Regions from separate parts of the Mus musculus genome. Here region 1 is linked to region 2. Evidence: chromatin contacts called from public HiChIP or PLAC-seq data. All regions are on one chromosome and are shown on one strand. Each heading gives the region's core, a stretch centred on a gene start, on an enhancer-like site or on the middle of the called end of the contact. The rest is flanking DNA. Distances are from core to core; before and after follow the strand shown. Region 1 holds the start of Rsph1 (radial spoke head 1 homolog (Chlamydomonas)). Region 2 holds the start of Ccdc167 (coiled-coil domain containing 167).

The links. HiChIP or PLAC-seq counts read pairs in DNA pulled down with a chosen protein or histone mark.
Region 1: a contact with region 2 is called in an H3K4me3 HiChIP or PLAC-seq map of bone marrow-derived macrophages, with 12 times the contacts expected there. The contact joins the promoter of Rsph1 here to the promoter of Ccdc167 in region 2. A contact is called at or near these places in 1 of 39 promoter capture datasets (liver) and 1 of 115 datasets of contacts at active chromatin or transcription factors (bone marrow-derived macrophages).

Annotation. Positions count from the first base shown.
Region 1 is chr17:31,273,468-31,279,042 of GRCm38.p6, reverse strand. Rsph1 (radial spoke head 1 homolog (Chlamydomonas)) reads left to right here and starts at 1,747. Exons shown (of 9, transcript NM_025290.4): 1 at 1,747-1,841; 2 at 5,405-5,518. The coding sequence starts at 1,788.
Region 2 is chr17:29,715,457-29,720,801 of GRCm38.p6, reverse strand. It overlaps Ccdc167 (coiled-coil domain containing 167), which reads left to right and starts at 3,785. Exons shown (of 4, transcript NM_026782.2): 1 at 3,785-3,868. The coding sequence starts at 3,827.

The DNA of each region.
Region 1 (5,575 bases), core at 498-2,997, 1.6 Mb before region 2:
CCAGCTGCTGTGGGATGTAACAGGTCAAACTTACAGGGATGTTGGTCAGAGGGCACACTAGCTCATGTATAAAACCTAGTGAGGACAGTTTGGTTACCTACCATACATCACAGTGACAGTTTTACCTTGCCTTCCTGTTGCTATGGTAAAATAGCATGGACCAAAGCAACTCAGGGGCAGGGATGGCTTATTTGGCTTACGGGCTGAAGACCTAAGAGGAGCACTACCTACTGGCTCATGCCCTCTGGCTTGCTTACACATCCTAGAGATGGTGCCGCCCACAGTGGGCTGGGTTCTCCTCCACCAATGAGCAATACCCACCACAGACATTCTCACAGACCAGGACACAATTCCTCGATTGAGATCCCTTCTTCCCGAGTGTGTTGGGTTGACAACCAAAATTGTCACAGTGACAAGGACAGTTCACATGAAGTGTGAAGAGCAGATTCTAAAGGTTGCACCCAGGAGTGATTACAGTGGTCGTGTGGCTGTGGCTGTGGCTGTGGCTGTGGCTGTGGCTGTGGAAATCGGCACCTGGTATGTGTGTGTGTGTGTGTGTGTGTGTGTGTGTGTGTGTGAATTGGAACACTGCATACACATCAAGGCACATTAGCATTTTAAATTGTCTGTCCCAAGTTATGTTTTACGTTTTATTACACGGGGAGACAGCTCTTTAGCCAATCTTTGGGGAGGAAAAAAAAGTGTATTGGTGTGCTTTCAAGTGTGGGCAAGCAGGTATTCCAGGGAGCTGGTGGGCTAGAGCAGGCAGAAGCCAGAAGTAGGAACTAGAGGATTGGGCGGTTTGGTTTGTTTGCAATGTAGCTAGTGCAGGGAGGGGGGATCTTGAGGACATAGAGGGAGCCTGTGTGTGCTTGGGTTTCTGCACAGAGGAAAACTGTGAGACGGGTAGGAGGCCAGATACCGGGACAGAAAGTCTAGCTTAGCAGGAAGGTCTGAGCCTGGGATGACAGTATAGGGGTGGGAGGGGACCCAGAGGGGCCTTGCAGGGTAGAATGTGGCACTGGAGGGACCTATCTGTAAGAGACAGTCAGTGTGAATAAGTGGGTCTGAGTGGGTCTGTATGCGTGGCATGACAGGCTGGGCCTTTGAGAGGAAGCCCACAGGCACCAGAAGACAGAGCAGAATGAATGTGGGTTCTTTGCGAGAGAAAGCTCAAAAGTAACCTGAATTGGTTTGAGATGTTAAACCCTGACCCGGGTCAGTGAGCATGAGTTTGAGTGGTCAGAATTCATCGCTCCAGTGTATACGTGTTGACAGGAAACAGAAAAGACTCAAGAGTACACTCATCTAGAGACCACAAACATCTCAGTGTAGATGAGCCTGGGAGGGTCCTTGCATCCACGGGGGACCCAAGGGATTGAAAGGCAAGGCCTAGATTTGAGATACATCTCTCATCCTAATGGCGGGTCTGCTTTTTCAGGTGGTTCCTTGTAGAGCCCACAAACTAGACTACTAAGGACATTCCCCAGGCCAGTGACACTGCCCATGTTAGGAGGCCAGGTCTGCGTGGGTACCAAGTCTGCCAAGGCCCCGCCCACCCCCTCGTCCTGGGCGGCGATTGGCAGAAATGCCCTTCCAGTTGCTAGGACACTATTCCAGCTCTTGGCTCCTCCCACGCTTCTTTTGCAGCCGTTTTCCGCCACTCTTTCAGGCGGAGAGCCAAGTGGGGCGGGCAGTGTCTCCATGACGACGCGGGACGCGCGTGGGGGTGGCTGGTAACTGCTTGATAGAGACGTTGCTCCTGAGATCCTGTCTGAAACCAGATCATGTCGGACCTGGGCTCTGAGGAGTTAGAGGAGGAGGGAGAGAACGACCTTGGGGTGAGAGCTCTTGACCAGGGAGGGACTTCTGGAGTACGTCGCAGCTCCGGAGCGGGAGGCGTGGGGACCGAAGGGCCGAAAGGCCGGGGACAGAACCACGCCGGCCACACTGGCGGCGCTGAGTCCAGGAAGTCGCTTGAAAGGTGAAACGCCGTGACGTCTAGTTTCCACCCTCCTTCCCCGCTCCCATCCCGCCTCCCATTAAAGGCGAAGATTTCTAGGCAGAGGGTATGAGTTAAAGGGATAGAGAAGGTTGCCTCCTGACAACTCACCACTGTGCTGAGGTGGCCCGGGCTCTCAAGGTTTCACCATGTAGGTCTTGAATCAGTGTCTCTGAACCATCCCAAGTCATCGGGATCACTTCCCTAGTGTAGACAACAGAGGGAAGGCAAAGGACCCATAGCCAGGATGTGCTCTCATGGTGAGTGCATTGTGGGCCGGCTGTTTATCCTTAAATCCGAGAATGACCACGCCCTGGCTGACAAAGTGGGGACTAGGCCTGCTGTGTGTGAGCAAACGGGAGTTTGAGCATCAACTGAAGAGCCCAGCCCTATGCTCTGTAATGCAGTGTTGGTACCTGCTCAGACCTCTTTGCAGGCTTCCCTACTTAACTTCTTCATCCATGAGCAGGAGCAGCTTGGTCAGTGGGAAGATGCAGGAGTGCTTTGGAGTCCCTTGCTCCCAACACCAAGGAGCTAGTGCAAAAAAACAGGACTCTCTCAAGTGTGAAATCTAGACCTCATGGTCTCCGTGCTGGAGGCTGGTATTGCACCTGAAGTTTGCAACATGCGCCCTGGCTTAGCTGCCTCCTTTCCAATCTGACAGACCTGGTTTCTTAGGGTTCTCCTTCCATGGGGAAGATGGCTCTGTCAAGTAAAGTGCTTGCTGAGCCACATGGACCTGAGTTCAGATACCACTATCATGTAAAGAGCTAGCACAGGAGGATCCCTGGAGCTGGCTGGCCAGCCTACCTGAACGGGGGGGGGGGGGGGGGTGTCCAGCTTTCAGTGAGAGACCGGTTTCAAAATATAAGGTGGAGAGATTCGAGGAAGACATTGCATGTCAATCTCTGGTTTCTAGAGATGAGCATGAACGTTCACATGAGCAAACACCTACATGGTCATGGATATACCCACCTTACTGCACATCACACACACACACACACACACACACCACACATACACACACATACCCCATACCACACACACCACACACACACACACACCACACATACACACACATACCCCATACCACACACACACACCACACATACACACCATACCACACACCTCACACACACACAAACCACACCATACACCATCCACACACACTCTCTCATGAGAGACACAGAGGTCATTAATCTACCCTCTGCTTCTGCTCATACATATCTGATTTACACACAGTCTCGTCTTCCATCGGGGTTTCCGGTTTGTTCCCCGCCCGCTCCTACTGATTTGTAACATGTTTAAGCCTGTAGTCAAGACACCAAACCACCTTTAGGTGAACTTAAAGAATGTCTCTGTTAGTCACCCATACAGCTCAGTCAGTGTTAGGCATACTGGGAGGTCCCTGAGATGGCAGTAGGGATCCACTTCTGTGACTCAGCGTTGGCCATAATGGGAGACCTCCAAGATGGGAGCAGTGACTTTGTGCATTGTGGGTATTAGCTACCTTTCTATTGCTGTGATCAAGCACCATGGCTCATGGAAGGAAGGGTTTATTTGCACTTATGATTCCAGGGGGGTGAGAGTCTGTCCTGGTGAGGAAGCAGGCACAGGGGCAGACATGGCGACAGGAACAGGTAGCTGAGAGCTGACATCTTCAGATTCGAGCAGAGAGCACAAACAGGAAGTGGTATGAAACTACAAACACTCGGAAGTCCGTCCCTAGTGATGTGCTTCCTCCAGCAAGCCTCTACCTCCCAAAGGTTCAGCAGTCTCCCCAAACTACCACCAAACGGGGAATCAATGCAGAGATAGATACATGAGCTTATAGGGGGCGTCCTCACTCAAACCACCACACTGTTGTTTGGAACAACCCTGAGATCAAATTTGTAGGGTTAAACACTTATATTCTAGGCAGGAATTTCTGAGCTAAACTGCTCACGGGTTTGTTTATGAGGTTTCCCACGTGATGGCCTGTACCAACCCCGTGCATTATATTTTAATATGTAATAATATTTAATGTTATTGTCTATGTTGAAAGTATGTAGAGTGATGTTATAAGCTAGCCATGTTATGTCATTACTGAATGCTCTGGCCATTTTAGTATGTATTATATGTGCTACATCCATGTATTTTGAGCCAGAAAACATTCATCTTAAAAACTATAGGAAAAAAGGGGAGGATTGCAACCTTGTATCACTTTTTTATTCCCTTGATTTTAGGGTTGGGGCTCTGTGGCTCAGGTGTGGCCTTCAACCCCATGGCTCAAGTGATCCCACAATCCTGCTTCAGCCCCTACAAGTGGTACTCCTTGCAAAAGTTGTGTGTGTGTGTGTCTGTATCTGTGTTTCTCTGTATCTGTCTCTATTGCCCTCTGTCTCTGTCTCTCTACCTTTATGTGTGTGTATGTCAGTATGTGTATCTGTCTCTGCCTCTCTGTGTATGTATGTATGTTCTCTGTGTGTGCGTATATATGTGTGTTTTTCTCTCTTTCTCTCTCCTTCTCCCTTCTCCCTCCTCTCTCTCTCTCTCTGAGCCTGTGCGTGTGTGTGTGAAGGGGTGAAACCCAGGGTCTTACACACGCTAGGCAGTTTCACTAACACTGAGATCCATCTCCAGTCTAATCAGCTTACAAGATAGATTGATTCATAGCAATTTCAGATTGGTTTAGAAGTGGTTTATTTTTACATTTGGGTTTTTTAAAAAATATTAATTTTTAAAATTTTGGGTGTATGGGTTTTTTTCTTTTCTGCTTGTACATTTGTGTATCACATGCATTCAATGAATGAGGAGGCCAGGAGAGGTCATTGAAATCCCTGGAACTGGAGTTACAGATGGTTGTGAGCCACCATTTAGGTGCTGAGAACTGCACAGGGACCTTCTTCAAGACCAGCCAGCGCTCTTACCCACTGAGCCATCTTTCTAGTCTCTGGGTCAAGTTTGTCTACAGACAGCAGACAGACCAGGAAACCTATGAAGGGTATTTGCTCTTTAAGTCCTGAATGACTGGAGAAAGTGACTTGGGAGGTGTCTGTGCAGTCTAGGGACCTATTTTACCTGCGTGTGCTCTCTATGAGCATTCCTGTGACAACACAGTTCACAAAGTGTTTCCCGTATATTGGTTCATGTTTACAGTGTCAGGATTAGCATAATAAGTGACAGTCTCTCAGATGCTAAAGGGAGCGAGGCTCCCGCCATGGACACCCGCACTAAGTGTGAGATCATAGACCAGGGCTCTGGCCACCAGGCTTGGCTACCTGCTTCTCCAGCGCGCAACCTCAAAGGTGCATGCAGTGCCCAAGGTTGGAAGGCTTCAGTGGGACAATAGCTGTAAACTGCTTGCCATGGGCCTGGCAGGAACAAACAGCAGCCACAATTAGCTTGATTTCTTTTGCCCAGGAGTACGAAGGGGAGCGCAATGAGGTGGGAGAACGACACGGACATGGGAAAGCACGACTGCCCAACGGGGACACATATGAAGGAAGCTATGAGTTTGGAAAAAGACATGGCCAGGTCAGAAATGATGATGGAGGGAGTTGGTTTTCTCTATTAAATATCACTTTAGTACAT
Region 2 (5,345 bases), core at 2,536-5,035:
AATTCTACCATGCCTGGGCATTTGCTACTTCGTGCTGTCAGTCTGTCTCTCTAACTGGATTAAAGATACCATGAGGGTAACAACGAGTTTGTTCTTACGGCATATGTCTACCTTCCAGTTAATCACAGCGCCTTATGTCTGGGCATCTTTCGAACAACAAGGTCATGAAAGCAGAATGGAGGGTGTCGAAGCTGGCGAGCAATCCCTGCTCCGTCCTTTTTGCAGAGAAAGAAAACCGCGGCCAAAGGGGAGGCTTGACCAACCCGAGGTTGTGCCATGAGAACCTTCCAGAAGTCACCCAGGTTTCCCACCCACCAACACACATGCTCTATTTGCCTTAGCCACTCCAAAAACCTTCAAAAAAGACAGCTCAGGCCCACAGCTCGCTGGGGAACAAAGATGCACAAGCCCGCCACCCCCCAGGACTCCCATCTGTTCCCGGGCAGGGCTGCCAGGCCAGGCTGCAGATATCTCAGTGAAGAGTCCTCAGAGGAATAGCAGGCAGGTCTCTGTACTTGCCAGGGTCACGTGGGGTGGGCTAAGACCTGAGTGGATTACTGGGTGCCCGGGCATCCTCTACCCACAGCACACCATCAGCACAATTTTGTGTTGCCCTGACACATCAAACTGTGACTGATGTCCCAGCTCAAGGACAAGTGGTGAGAGAGGCGGCAGACCCCTCAGTGGAGATGCCTGTGCATGCTGTGGCTGCAGTGTACTCCACACCCCAGGTATCTGCCTCAAATGCAAATCAACACGTGTGCTATAGGCAGGTGAAGGCTCACAGAAACCAGGCTCAAGACAAGAAAACAAACGGCAGTGACTGGTGGCTCCTCGGTCCTGTGGACTCTCCTGGTCACTCATTCTGCAGATGCAACTTCTTAGCAGGTCTCATGGGGACCTTCCACACCTGGCATGATGACCCTTACCAGATGTGAAAACTGAGGCCTGGAAAATGGAAGTACCTTGCTCCACATTGCTACTTTGTACAGCTGCAAAATGATTCCGGTGCAGTTGGAGTCCAGGAGGGCTTCACCTTAAAGTTCCCCTTTCACTATAACTCACAAAGAACTTGGTTCCAGTCCATTGAGTTTTTTGTTGTTCTTTTTGTTATTGTTTTTCTTTCTTGGTTTCTCAAGACAGGGCTTCTCTGGGCAGCCTTGGCTGTTCTGGAACTCAGTCTGTAGACCAGGCTGGCCTCGAACTCAGAGATCCACCTGCCTCTGCCTCCCAAGGACTGGGGTTAAAGGCGTGCGCCACCAACAACCGGCTTTAAAAAAAGATTGATTTACTTTATTTTTGTGCTTCAGAGTTTTGTCTGTCCATCACGTGTAGGCAGCGTCCAAGGACGCCAGAGGAGAGCATTGGATGCTAATAAGCGGGAGTTACAGGCTGTCATTAAACACTGTGTAAATCGGGTGTGGTGGCGCACACCTTTAATCCCAGCACTTGGGAGGCAGAGGCAGGCGGATTTCTGAGTTCGAGGCCAGCCTGGTCTACAGAGTGAGTTCCAGGACAGCCAGGGCTACACAGAGAAACCCTGTCTCAAAACAAAAGCAAAAAAAAAAAAAAAAAAAAAAAAAAAAAACCAAAACCAAAACCAAAAACCCACTGTGTAGATGCTGGGAATTGAACCAAGAGGTCCCATGCAGGGGCCAAAATGCTCTTAACTGTGGTGCCCTCTCTCCAGCCCCTCGTCTTGAGCATTTTATTCCATCATCAGACCCAGAGGAGGAGGTCTGTTGAAAAAAAGACATGGAAGTTGAGCGCTTTGGTAACTTTGTCCTAAACTGGGAAGAGATGAGACCCACATGAGGCACACCCAGAGTTCTGTGGCTTTTTCTTGGTGCCAGAGAAACACAGAAGGAGCCACTTCTAAAAGAACACAGTGCTTCTCCTTCTCGTCTTCTCACCTCCCCTGGGCCAGCGCCTGTGATAATTGGGAAGCAGAGTCTGTTTTTTCTGGGACGGAACCAATGCTGGAAGGGTTGTTGATTGACAGCTGATAGACAATGTTCTCGAGGAAGATTTTCTTGTGCCGGGTGTTAAGCTGAGAACTGCACTAAACAACTTCAGCAGCCTGCGTCCTGTTCAGGTAGAATTTACTACCTGTTCCCTCTGCAGGTCGCAGTCAGGCAGCCAAGTGAGATGGTATCTCAGGTCCCTTCCAGCCCCATCACTCAAGGGCTCTATCATGAAGAAAACACAGATCTGAAAAAAATTTTTTTTCTCCTCCAAACACTGAGGTGGGGTTATTATTCACATAGAGAAACGGACTCGGGAGTGGAGATAAGTGGGTAGAAACAAGGAGCTTCGATTCTGGTCTCATCATCTCTGACCTAGTAATTCCACGGGGGCAAATTTATCTTTAGAAAGAGACACGGAAGGACAGAGCTGTGTGTGCACACAGGCCTGCTCTGTTCCCGAAGCAGAGAGGCCCTGCGGTGTGAGATAATATCCAGTACAAGAATGGAACGTAGGTACCTGAGGGATCTATGGCAGCTTTTTGAACCACATCCCCACTCTTTCAGACAACATCTATCTACTTTTAGTTTTTTTGCCATACCACAATTTTTTAAAAATTAATTATTATTATTATTATTATTATTATTAAGGTTTCACTGTTGTCCAGGCTGATTTCAAAACTGTGGACTCTAAATGATGCACCACCTCACTATCCTAAATAATTGAGACTACTCATATGTCCACCATGCTCAGCTAACTTTTTTCTTTTAATAAAAAAAACAAAAACAAAAAAACCATAGCACTTCACAGATGCTAAAGGTACTGACTTGTAGCTAGAGAAAGTACCCAAGATGCTGAAGGGGTCTGCAACACTATAGGTGGAACAACAATATGTACTAACCAGTACCCCCCGGAGCTTGTGTCTCTAGCTGCATATGTAGCAGAAGATGGCCTAGTCGGCCATCATTGGGAAGAGAGGCCCCTTGGTCTTGCAAACTTTATATGCCCCAGTACAGGGGAATGCCAGGGCCAAGAAGTAGGAGTGGGTGGGTAGGGGAGCAGGGCGGGGGGAGGGTATAGGGAACTTGCAGGATAGCATTTGAAATGTAAATTTTAAAAATATCTAATTAAAAAAATGAAAAAGAAAAGGTACTGACTTGTAAAACTTTGGTGGCAGCTCTATGTCTATGTCCTGTGGTAGGGTTATAGTCAAAACATCTCCAAGTCCAAGGTCTAAACACTCTAAAATCCTAAGCATGAACAAGCCTCTAAAAGAAAGCCAGAAGCCCAGGTAAGACCTAGGAATCTCAGGCTAATATGGTGTGCTGCGAGCCTTCTTCATGCCTTCCGTGATGTCTGCAGGCTGTTCTCATTTCACCAGAAAACAAGCTAATGCGAAAGAACACAGGACAGAAAGGATTAACGGTGCAAGACCATATTAGATCCCAAAGGGCAGAGCAGTTCAAGTTGGGACTGAAGGGCCAGGGCTTGCAGGCTGAGCCTTGCAGGAGCAAGAACATTTGAACGAGGATAGCCTAAAAAACGGTGCAGGGATGCCCTGAGGGATGCAAGAAGGAAGATGTTTGAAAAGAAAGAAGGAAGTTAAGATAAAAGCTCTCAAGTACGTAAAGAGGTCTCCACTCACGGGTAGACCTGAAACTGCTTCCCTGCACATCTTATACCCGGAGGCCGCCCCTCACAAACATGGCCGCTGCAGGATGGACGCGCCCCTTAACAAGATGGCGACGCAGAAGTCCCGCCTCCTTCCTCTGCACCGACCAATGAAAAAGAAGCACGAGGTCCTGCGCGTGCGTAGTGCGACTTAATGGGCTGGTCCAGCGCGGAAAAGACAGCAAGCAATATGACTAAAAAGAAGCGGGAGAATCTTGGTGTCGCTCAGGAGGTGAGGGGGAGAAGTCGGGTTCGAGTCACGTGGTTAGTCACTGTGTTCCGACGCAGGGGCGTCGATCGGCCCGGCGGCTGCGACGTCGAGGGTCAGATGGAGGAAGCGAGGGCGACGTGGCTTTGGGAGAGGCTGTGAAGGGAGGTGAAGGGTCACGATGAGGAAGGCAGGGATGGAGCTGAGAACCATCAGCTCCATCCCTGGTCAGGGGAGTCCCAAAGAAGACAGGCCATAGTGGGTATTCTAAAAGGAGAGACTCGGAGACTAAGGGAGACTTTAGCAGAAAGAGACAGGTGGGAACCAAAGGTGTTCGGGACTTGTAGGTGAGGGACCACCATGGAGCTAATAAGACTCCAGGGTGAGTGCGAGGCTATTATTCAGTATACTGCTAGTGGCTTAAACGTCTCCAGAGAGGGGAAGTTTTTCCTGTGGGGTATCAGCCTTGTAGCTTGAGGATCTTTGGAAATCTGCAGAGATTCCTAGAATTGGTGTTTGGGAAGGCCTTTAAAATAGTTTGTCATGCATGGAAAAAAAGCCGTCTGATGCATGTTTCGTTTGCATGTTCAATGAATTGTTGCATGTCTGTTATGCTCGTATAGACGAGGGAACTGAGGGTCTACGTGGAACTCAGGACATAGGTGGCACATGGTTATAGTCCCAGGGCTCAGAGATCTAAGCCAGCCTGGGATACAGAGCAACACTGCAAGGAAACGAAAAGGCGGAAGCCAGCTTAAAGTGGTGAAGGTGATAGAGCAGGGAATAATGCTCAGGTGGGCTTCCTGGAAGTGGGGACTCGTTTCCTCTCCCTTACAACGAAGGCATGTTCAGCCTGGGCCCTTGGGCCACTGGTGTTCCAGTACATCTAGGAATGTGATACAGCATGCTTGTAGATGACAGCATCAGGCTTCAATGTCAAAATATTGGACGCCCTCGAGGCATCCTCCCAGAGGTTACTTATCTCCTCAGTGATCCCTTTTTTGTTTGTTTGTTTGTTTGTTTTTTTCAGACAGGATTTCTCTGTGTAGTCCTGGCTGTCCTGGAACTCACTCTGTAGACCAGGCTGGCCTCGAACTCAGAAATTCGCCTGCCTCTGCCTCCCAAGTGCTGGGATTAAAGGCGTGTGCCACCATGCCTGGCTGCATTTTTGTTCTCTTTAGTGGTGGTTTGCTACTTTGAGGGATCCGTAAGCACCGCGCTGACGTGCTGTCTAGTGCTCCAGGACTGTGATGGGGCTTAGAGCGACAATCGGTTTGTTACATAAACCATTTTTCAGGTGTGGAACAACTCAGTATTATGTGGTCCTTTGGGCAGTGAGTTCAACGCTAATGAGAACTGTACGTTTATTAAATAAGATCTCTTTAACAGAAGTACACACCAGAGAACATTGTATGAGTTGATGATAACGTTGACCAGAGCATTATGGAAGCCCAGCCCACTTCAGTATTTGTTAATGAATGTTATCTCAGTTTTAAAGAAT